Linked DNA regions of Dromaius novaehollandiae: region 1 is linked to region 2. A link is a contact called in public Hi-C data. All regions are on one chromosome and are shown on one strand. The core of a region is the stretch at or near the end of the contact, and the rest is flanking DNA. Distances in the headings are between cores, read along the strand shown.

Region 1 (5,039 bases), core at 2,102-4,601, 72 kb before region 2:
AAGCATTTATTGCAGCTTCAGACTCAAGCTTTGGGTTTACTACTGCACAGAATTTAATATTTTTATGCAGACCATGATTTTATTTGCTATTCTTTTAACATGTTTGTTATGATGACAGAACTACCTAAGCTGCATTTGACTATCAGACTATCACTGCTGTAAGCAAAATAATTTCTTATAATGTGACATTTTACTTGATATTTTTTAATTACTTTCACAACTTTTGATGAATAGCAATGATAAAGTTCAAATGAACAAAAGGAAGAATGTGACCCATGTTCAGCATAACACCGTCAAGACAAAAACAAAGACATCTGAAAAAGATCAAGCACTTATCATATTAGTGGTGTTATGAGGAAGAAAAAGATGTGGAGCAGTTATCTGAGAGCACAAATACATAAAACACAACCTATATGCCTTGTATACTTACCCTTCTGTTCTGCAACAGAATGTAACCTCTGTTCTCTTTCCCCTTCCCTTTTCCAAATCTCTCTTAAATATGAAAGCTAATCTCAAATCCAAAATGTACTGCCCAAATCATAATTTGAATATAGCTGAGGTTCAAATGTTTTTGCATTCCACTCGGTCCTATATTAATAGTTCAGCAGACACATTAATGGAACCTTAATAATTGTTTATTACTGCCTTGCAACACCAGCAGGTCACATTTAATTCTGTGAAGACTAAATGCTTTTGCCAAACACCAGGTTAGCTCATGGAAACTTTCAGGCCTGTTCACCACAGCAACACAGGGTTCATTGTACTTTAAATCCAAACAAGTACAGCAAAAATGGTCACAATACCTTCATGTAGCCACTTGAATTCAACTCTTCTATACTATACTATATGCCAATTCCTGTTTCTGGTTCCAACACCACAGTGACCACAATCATAAGGTTAAACCCCAACTGGACTACAGCACGTGTTTAACTGAACCTTAACTTTTTCCCACAAAGCAGAGCTTGTTTGCTTTGTTTATTTTTAAGTTAATGTTTGGAATGCAACTTTATGAATATAGCAGGATTCGTTCCACATTCCAGCTGACGCTGCCTTCACATGCAGTTACAGAGGCTGGGCAGGGAGCTCCGGGTGGTGTAGACGAGTGGTGTATACGGCATATACAGGAGCCATCCCGCCTCAAGGTCAGCCACAGCTCTCCTTCGTAACCCTCGCAGCTCTCCCTCAGTAACCCTCGGAGCGCAGTGTAAGGCTCGTCTCTTTGGCAAAGTATTTGCTGCCTGGAGCTATAGGGAGGCAAATTCTTCCCTTCTCTTTCCCCCCTCCCCACTTCTTGTTTTTCATTTCTTTTCTTATCTTACTTTCCTGAATTCTTTAGCTGAGGGTCATCAATATGTATTCCAACCAGATATTAAACTGCTAGGGGATGGACAGCTTGAATGGGCACAGTGTATCCAAATACCACAACTATGGCCTCATTTTTGGCTGGTAAAATGAGTTGGACATGGAGTAAGAGCAGAGCACTGATCTTATCTAAGAGTCAGCAGAATTAAAGGACCAGAGACAACAGCACATTCAGAAACATCTAAGTAAAATGACAAACAAACTTCATTTTTATTAATTGATTACCTGATCCAACATTCTGAAAGGAGGAGAGGTTACTTCTGTTTGGCATCATATTTGTCTTCTACAGGATGGTTAAAACAAAGCTAATTAGAATGAAACGGATGAATTTTGACCTGCAAATAAAGTAACCAAAGAAAAAAATACTGCTTTAAGAAATATATTCTGAGAACATTTTTTAAAATATGTAGTACAGACCAAAACTTACTTTTCTTGTGCAAAAATTTCCAGAAACAATTCATAAAGAAGTATGTTAAAAGATATTTGGAAAGGACACTCCAAGTTTAATGTGAAGGCTGTAAAAAACCTGACTGGATTTCTTCTGTGAGTTTAAGAGGCCATATATCTTGATTTGATAATTTGATATTATCTATGATCTCGAATCTGTGCAGGTAGTTACTAGTCATAGCTCCTGAGTTCTATTTGCATTCCTGTGGCTTCCTTAAAAAACCATTAAGAAGGCTGGGCTTTCCTGCAGAAGACTATTGTTGAAAGCTCATAGCCCAAATTCATCCCACCTAATGCCAGCATCCTGCAATCACAAAGAAATCTATCTAAAAACAGGTATGCATAGAAAATATTTTGGCATGAAACAATTTCTAAAGCTCCAAAGAAACCAGACTATGAAGGCAAAGTGATTCTTCAAAGTCTATAAAAAAAATTGATACAGCTACAAAAGAGACTTGGCTTAAAAGAAATGCCAAAATTCAATTCCAGCACTAAAGACTAAAATTAAATCAAAATCCAAATAGAAAATCTGTAGTGGGTTGCTCTATCAAAAGAAAAGGGTTTTTCTTTTTTTTTTTTTCCAAACACACATCTGTTTTTAAAAGGTTGACAAAAAAGCTTTAAAAAATTGCATCAAGTGACAAAATTAATAGTGACCATCTGTAGGCCTTCTGCACTTCAATGCTGGACAGGCAAACAGAAATGTGTCAGAAAAGAAAGAAAGAATGGAAACAGATGGCTTAAGCTGTCTACAGATGAGCCACCTATTTAGCCTCAGTAGTCACAACCTCAACATTTCACATCTCTGTTGCACAGAATTTGCTTGCCAAGCTTTTTTGCATTATTCTCCTAGGAGGACAGCCCGAAAAGAAGCAAGCTGACTGCTAAATCCCTATGGAGAGAGACTTCTTTGCAGCGGCTCTGGCTCTTATCTCCTTGCTTTCTTCCCTTCGAAGGCGCTCTCCTGCTGTGTTAGCCAGACCCTTTCCCTCCCCTCTGTTATTGCATGAATCATATCTGTGCTGATCTCACTTTATAATGCTTTTTCTTTTCTTCTTCTTCTCTACAGAGGTCATTTCTCACTCCTTCTAAGGGGAGAGTTTGCACTCTGTCAGGCACCTCTCTTCACAGTGAGCAGCAGGCTTCACCCTGACAGTCGTCTCCAAGAATATGAACTTCACCCTTCTCTGGCAACAGCTCTGCCTTTCAAGGGGTCAGGCAGAGGGAAGAGCCCCTCACACCTCCCTACCTCCTAGGGAGACTCGGGCTCCACATCTGCCTTCTCTAGCGCCACAGGCCTGAAGTTTTCCAGAACAAATTGTGGGAAACAGCCTGGATAGCAGACAGCTCTTAAACCCAAGTTTCATGCTCAACAGGTTATTTTATTGACATTAAACATTTACTGTTCTTTTCACCCTGCTGGGCCTTTCGCCCCACAGGGAGATTCTTTCCCTAATTCCTTCCAGCTTGCCTTGCCTTCTCTTACTAAGCGCCTGCTACCACTAATCCTCCCAACTCAAAGTCTCTACCGTGTTAGAGGCTCCTTTACTGCTGGGAATGTGGCTAAGAGGACCTCAGCAGTCTGCTCGCTGCAGGCAGTTAGAGAGACACAGTCAACATGCAGATCCCTAATTAAACTGGTTCCTGCACTGAGCACTAACAAGAGCTAAAAGTGGTTATCCCACCTTTAGAACTGGCACTCTGCCTTTTGCCTGCCCACAAAATATTAAGGAATGGTACAGAAATCCTGTTAAAAGTGCTGCTACATTACTGTCTTAGCATATTGCTTGCATGAAAGCAGCTATTAAAAATACAATTCAAGCCCAGTGCTCCCCAGAAGAGAACCAAAAATGTTGCAACTTCTCAGGACATATTCAGCTTTCCATAGAGAACTAGTGTGCCTCAAAATTTCATGCTGCTCTATACCAAAAAGTATAATTATATTATCAATCAGAAAATTAAAATATGGTCAACCTGGAATCAAAAGACAAAAGGAAGGGTTGCTTTAAAAGAAGGGAAAGGAAATAACTAGATTTCTTGCATCTCTATCTTTGCTGCTTTTTGTTTAAAATGGTTGGTGAAACCACTAGTAAAAACAAAGAAAAAAAAAGCTGTTCATTCCTCATATATTTGCATCCTGTCTATCTCACAAGAAAGGGAACGGTTTTTAACTAACTGAAAATCCAATCTTTCGTTCATTTTCAAGAATACTTGAGTTTGCTAATAGCCGAGACGAAGAATGTCTTTAAAAGATTAAATATTTATACAGTTTCAGTTCGAGAATTCATTACACATCTCTGTTCTTAAAGAACGAGATATCAGAGAAGTCATCATCTAACCATAATTGGATTTTTTTTTTCTGGAAAAGAACTTTCATTCTACAAATCTCTGCTGTGAACATAAATAATAAACAACTAATGAATTAGTGAATTAAACAAATAAACAGCTCAAAATGAACTGTTTTATCTGCTCACATGAAACCATATTCTTTGCGACCAGGATCATACGGGGCCTCATCCAACAACCAGCCAGACTGATTTTCGTTAAAGAGCATACACTGCACTCTGCCTTGTCTGGAAGGAAGCAAAATGATTTCATCTGGTATTTATAAAGTCATCAGAAGTGAATGTACACACCATTACCAATCATGTTTCATCTGTACAGTGCCCAGGCCAAATTAAGTTTTGTTTTACTAACGACCAGAAGAAATAGGCTGTGAGACAAACAAAGGATTCCAGTTTTAATATATTATAACACAGGGTTGCTTTATAATAAAATTCCTTTCACTCAGCTTAGAAGCATAGAACTGCAGCTTTACCAAGCCACAGGTAAAACTCTGCCCAACATTCATTTCACAGATTTGGGTGATATTTTCTCACCACACCTAATTCTTTCCCCTTCCTTTACTTCTGCTTCGGCTGATACCCACCTCCCTTCAGAAAGGCCTTTCATGGCATACAGTTTGCTGTTACATTACCAACCAAGTCAGTTACAGTCCCTCAGAAACAGCTGAGGTGTTCCTTTGAAAATAAAGTCTCTTTTTAAAGAAGGTTCTTAAATTTGACTCTCTTAAATTTGAATCTCTCTCCTCTAAGGCTTTTCTGCACTTTATTGATTCTTCTTTTGCAGTTTCTCAGAAAACATCACAAGAAGTCGTTCCCAGCAGTTCCTGCCCCACTGTGTTCTCTGTCTTCAGAAGCTCCTAGAGCAGGGTACAACCATCCATGGGA
Region 2 (4,950 bases), core at 2,300-4,799:
CTCACCATCACAGCAAAGGCCCTGCAGCTTAGTCTTCCTTCATATCCCTGCTGTCCAAGTTTTGACAAGAGCAATCTGTCTTTCATTCAAAAATAAACATACAACTCCTAGCTTTATGGTTGTTGAATATATTAAGACAGCAGTGCCCAAACAAGAAGCTGAAAGATTGATAGTCTGCAAAGATCACTTATAACTCCCCTTTGCTTTCACCTACAAGCACACAGTAAAACACTAAAATTCATACATGCTTCCTAACCTTCTTCTCCCCACTGCTCCCCCTCAGGGATATATGCACAGGCTATTGGTACCTCATATGTGCCCTTCAATTATACATGATCACCAGTGATAGGAGAACAGCATACCAATGTGCTCAATGTTCAGCAGTTGCACATTAGAAAGAGATAAGTCATAAAACAATGTATAAATAAACTGAACCTGTAATAACAAACCATACAAATAAATTCTTCAGGAATATACAATTCAGGTAAATATTTTGCTTCAAATAGATATCAGTATACTGACTTTTCCTCTCCCAACATCTACAGAATGGCCATGTCCTAAAAACAATTATTCTGGGATAGTTATCCATCTGAATAGTTTTAAAAAATGAATTCTAATCCTTTGGGAAGATAAGCAAGACTAAACCCACTGTATCAAAAAAAATGCAGATCTACATCAACAGCATGGTCAACAGAAGCAGTGAGTACCACAAGACTTGCCCTAACACCAGTCTTAAGATTTTCTTCAAGCTTGTACCTACATGATCTTACAGGTGGTAGATTCCACATTGGGCCCAGCTGCAGCCCACTTGGAGGCTGGGATCTCAGGCACCTTTCTCAGCAGCAAGTATACCCTCTGGCACTCACCTCCCAGCCCTGTTCCATTCTGCTGCCTGAAACCTGGCTAAGATCCACTACACCTTGAACATGGGAACCAGAAGCAAATTACTGATGTAATTCCATGGTCCTCATCGCCTATCCAGCTCATCTTTTAAGTTTTACTGCTTTAATGCTAGAAAAGTAGAGACCATAGGCCACAGTTCAAGTCCTAGATGAGCTCAGTTTCACAAAGCATGAGGGAATAGGGCTACGTTGTGGTGCTCTGCCAGAGAACCATACCATATGCTGTTATGGGCTATGATGTGTAACAGGAGAAAGGCAGTTCACATTGCTTAGGCTGGTTTAGGACTGCCCTAGAAACAATCTTGTAGAAGAGGATCATGCCTATTTGCTGATTACCCTACTGACCACCAAGCACATCACATTCTTCACATGGAAGCATACCACCAAGCACTGTTCTGAAGGCCAAACCTACAGCACTCTTTTCTTCCTCCCTACTTCATCAATAATTCAAAAAGCTATTTCCCACTTCTCCTCTGCTAGCATTCCTAAATCTTAGCACTCCTTTGTCCCATTTCAAGAGGCAAGAGTCAGCAACAAATATGTTCAAGAAACTTTCCAGTTTCTATTTGAATATATCTAAACCAAAGCCCTGAGTTACAATCATCTCATCTCTATTCAAATAAATACAGCTGAAGGACTAACAACTCAATCATTACTCTGTGCACACACAGTATAAATATTGGCTAGGCCTGATAAATCTCTTCTGAGGTAGATATATACAGTACAAAATATATTAAGGGTCAAATGCAAACATTATACTTTACCTTCTAGCCTTGTCCTCCACTTCTACAGGAAGTCTTACAAATGTATTATTCATTTCCATTTTATCTGCATTCATACCGGGTTTTTTGAGTTCTGAGCTCTAAGACTATTTGTAACTAAAAGACCACTGAAAACAAACCTGTAACATTTATTACTAGAGTTTGAGCCATGAGAAAAGTAAGTTAACACAAATTTCAGCTAAATGAAATCTACATGTTTTAAATAACTTTGCAGACAATAAAGCTGTTCAAAACAGGTTGCAACAGTTTCATCAACAAACAGTAAAAATCTTCTGCTGGAATTTTCAAACAAAGTTTAAAAAAACCTAAAAGTTGATTTTCAGTTTCCCAGAACTGCTTTCCATTACTTGTCCCCCCTTGCTGAAACACAAAAGACAGATTTAAAAAACAGATCCTCCATTTCCTTAGAAAAAAGATTCAGTTAAAAAAAAAAAAAAAACTCTAATGAAAAACATGCAAACAGATAAATCAGATTACAGTCTGCTCAGACCTCGGCCAAGGTTCACATGGAAGGTTTGCAAACTTTAGATAATCTTGTCCGAGTTCAGAGCTTGCAACAAACAAGCAAAATGCTTTTAGATTTTTCAGTACTGTGACACCATAATGGCAGACACAAGATAGGAATACACAATACAGATTCACTTTTTTTTTGGAATAGAACATCTATAATGACAATCTGTTCTCTTAAGTAACATAAGGAGATTAAAATAAGTTCATAATCACTGAATAATTAGTGCACCCAACAGTTGCTTTAGGAAGACAACTGAGCAGAGAAGTATCTGCTAACCAGTCACTTGTTTAAACCCTAAGATAAATCAGACTGTAGGACTGCTATCAGTTAGTCAGTTAAGTACTGATATGTACCAACATGTGACTGTCAAACACGTGGTAATGTTTTGCTGTGGATCAACACAAAAATGATTATGACTACATAAAGAATTAGCACCACTGCCTGCCTACATGTGGCTATTCCTTAGTCACAAGTGGGTACAGGCTGAGAAAATACTTCCACTGTAGCTGTTCTTAGCACATCAGCTCTCTGACATCAAGCATAACATTTGGATCAGATCTTGGAATTCACCACTGCACTGCAAACATCAGATTCGATATTTGGGTTTTGAGAAGTCCTTATCAGGCCCAGTTTTTTTTGAACAAACTTCCACTTGGCCCTCCTCTTTTCACAAAAGTATCTGCGTGAAAAGTTTTCCCCAAAGAAAATTCAATATATGGAAAAAACACAAGTGAACCACAAGCAAGAGAGAGAGGCTGCTGGGCAGTTTCTTGAACGCCTCACAACAGAAATTGACTTGTGAGTTACGAGTCTCATGATCTGTAACTGAAACTTTCTCCAAATTACCAAAATAATTCCAAATAGGAAATACACTCTCAAACACAACTGCAGTATGTGCATTAAAATAAAGAAGTCCAGAAGAAGAGCTTGGAGTCCAAAGAGGCAGAGTGTTACAAGCCTTTACATCTCAGGCCCAAACTACAGTTAGAGTATTCAATATAAGCATTAACAGCTCTCTCTGAACAAAAGCAATATTGTTTCTTCAATTAAGTCAGAGGTAGTGCCCAGAACAGTGTAACGAATATTACAGCAGCTTCCAGCTGAAACCAGCTAAGCCTGAGGTGGCCAGAGAAACAATATGACCTTAGGTGGCCTGGTAAAACTGCTGCTAGCAGCACCAGCAGTGATCCTGGGTTTGAGTCCTTGAGTTGAGAAACAAGCAGGATGCACACACGAAGACACAGTGCGTCCAGTCACCAGGGAGACGCATACAGTAATTGGGTACATCTGCTTCAGAGGCCAGCCTCTTGTTGGCAGGCAGACAACACTGTACTGCAGCAGATGTGTGCATAACTTAGTCAAACATGTAGCCACAAAAAGCCAGGCAGCAGCACTCAGACAGTACTTTGTGTTCCAGTCAGACCTACACATCAGTGAGAAAAGAGACCCTCCTGGATATGATTTTTAACCATACTTCTAGATATTTTTTTTTCCTAGATAAACAGGTTACAATAATTTCACTTAATAAAAAGTTTAGAAGCAAGTGAAGATCTCCACTGTGGGTACAATAAGACACAATCAGGATTTACTTGCAGTTTCATCGTCTTCTAAAAGAAGATCATTTAATGCAATAACTGTAGCAGCAAAGTCAACCAGCTCCACAAAGTCTGATGTAATTATGTTAACACCCATAACACCTGGTTTCTGTGTTTTTACCCAGTTCAGAATCATAGGCAGGTTCCTAAAGAGAATGAAAGAAAAAAATTATACAGTTTTAAAGACATTCATCTGTAAGCGCTCTGCTTATTTTAAATATTACATGAAGTTTGTGGATTATGTTAATAATCTCACATTTGTGATCATGTGCTGACTGGCCCCTATGAAATGCAACCAGCCTGATAAGAAGAGTGCTTAACATGGCATGTGGTTATTAGATGCTAATCATTCGGCACAAAAATATTCTTCAGTTTTTGATCAAAATTACCATTCATACAAAGCACAAATCATGGACTCTCTCTTCACTGAACAGACTGTGCTTCAGGATTTAATGGGGCACTACGATTTCCTCCATCCTGGTTTGTTTTTGCTCAAGTACATATTGATGAAAAGCTTAATTACACACCAGCAGGACTTGCATGAGGATTCCAGCATGGCCCAAAGGAAAGCTAGATCTGGCCCAAAATGTTTCCCACCCAGCCAGAAGCCTTTGCCTTAGGAAAGGGCTATTGGGTCAGTGTGCTCTGCACTTGCACCAAACACCAGTTTTCAGTCTCTGGACCCAACTCAGAGCAGTGGGATCACAGAAATCAAACCTGCACTCTAGCCCTCAGCTCTGTCAAGGCTGAGCATCTCATCACACATTATTGTAACTGGAGGAAAAGTGAGGCGTGTTGGGAGTTGTTTTAATACTACAGTGGGGAGAAATTTCAGTCATTTCTTGGACAGAGTGCAAGTCAGGAGTCTGTACAAGCTTCTGTACGCTAATATGCAAGCCCCAGGGATTTCAGCAGTTAGAGACAAAAGAATGACCAAATATATTACAATTATGTACATTAGTACCATAATATGCAAACAACATTGAGATGACAGCAGACAAGCAAATTAGTGAACAGAACAGCCTCCCGCCCCTCCCCCCCCCCCCCAAGAAAACACCCCACAGCTCTCAGATTTATGCATCAGCCAGGATGTGTAAACATTCATGCTTTAGCAAACACTGGCCTCTATTTTAATCTTTCATAGCTTACTTTCAAACAAG

The links. A called contact is a pair of places that touch in the nucleus more often than the background predicts.
Region 1: a contact with region 2 is called in a Hi-C map of brain, with 2.4 times the contacts expected there. The contact joins two enhancer-like sites. A contact is called at or near these places in 2 of 4 Hi-C or Micro-C datasets (brain and liver).

The regions. Positions count from the first base shown.
Region 1 is chr1:99,294,958-99,299,996 of bDroNov1.hap1, reverse strand. It overlaps PHLDB2 (pleckstrin homology like domain family B member 2), which reads right to left. Exons shown (of 18, transcript XM_064522081.1): 2 at 1,588-1,645. Among named protein-coding and RNA genes, the nearest start is that of PHLDB2, 25 kb to the right of the region's middle. Within about 2 kb of position 3,351, at least 2 of the 2 cell types and tissues checked have open chromatin away from gene starts, as enhancers often do.
Region 2 is chr1:99,223,515-99,228,464 of bDroNov1.hap1, reverse strand. PLCXD2 (phosphatidylinositol specific phospholipase C X domain containing 2) reads right to left here. Exons shown (of 4, transcript XM_026112393.2): 4 at 1-3,936. The coding sequence ends at 3,774. Among named protein-coding and RNA genes, the nearest start is that of PLCXD2, 21 kb to the right of the region's middle. Within about 2 kb of position 3,549, at least 1 of the 2 cell types and tissues checked has open chromatin away from gene starts, as enhancers often do.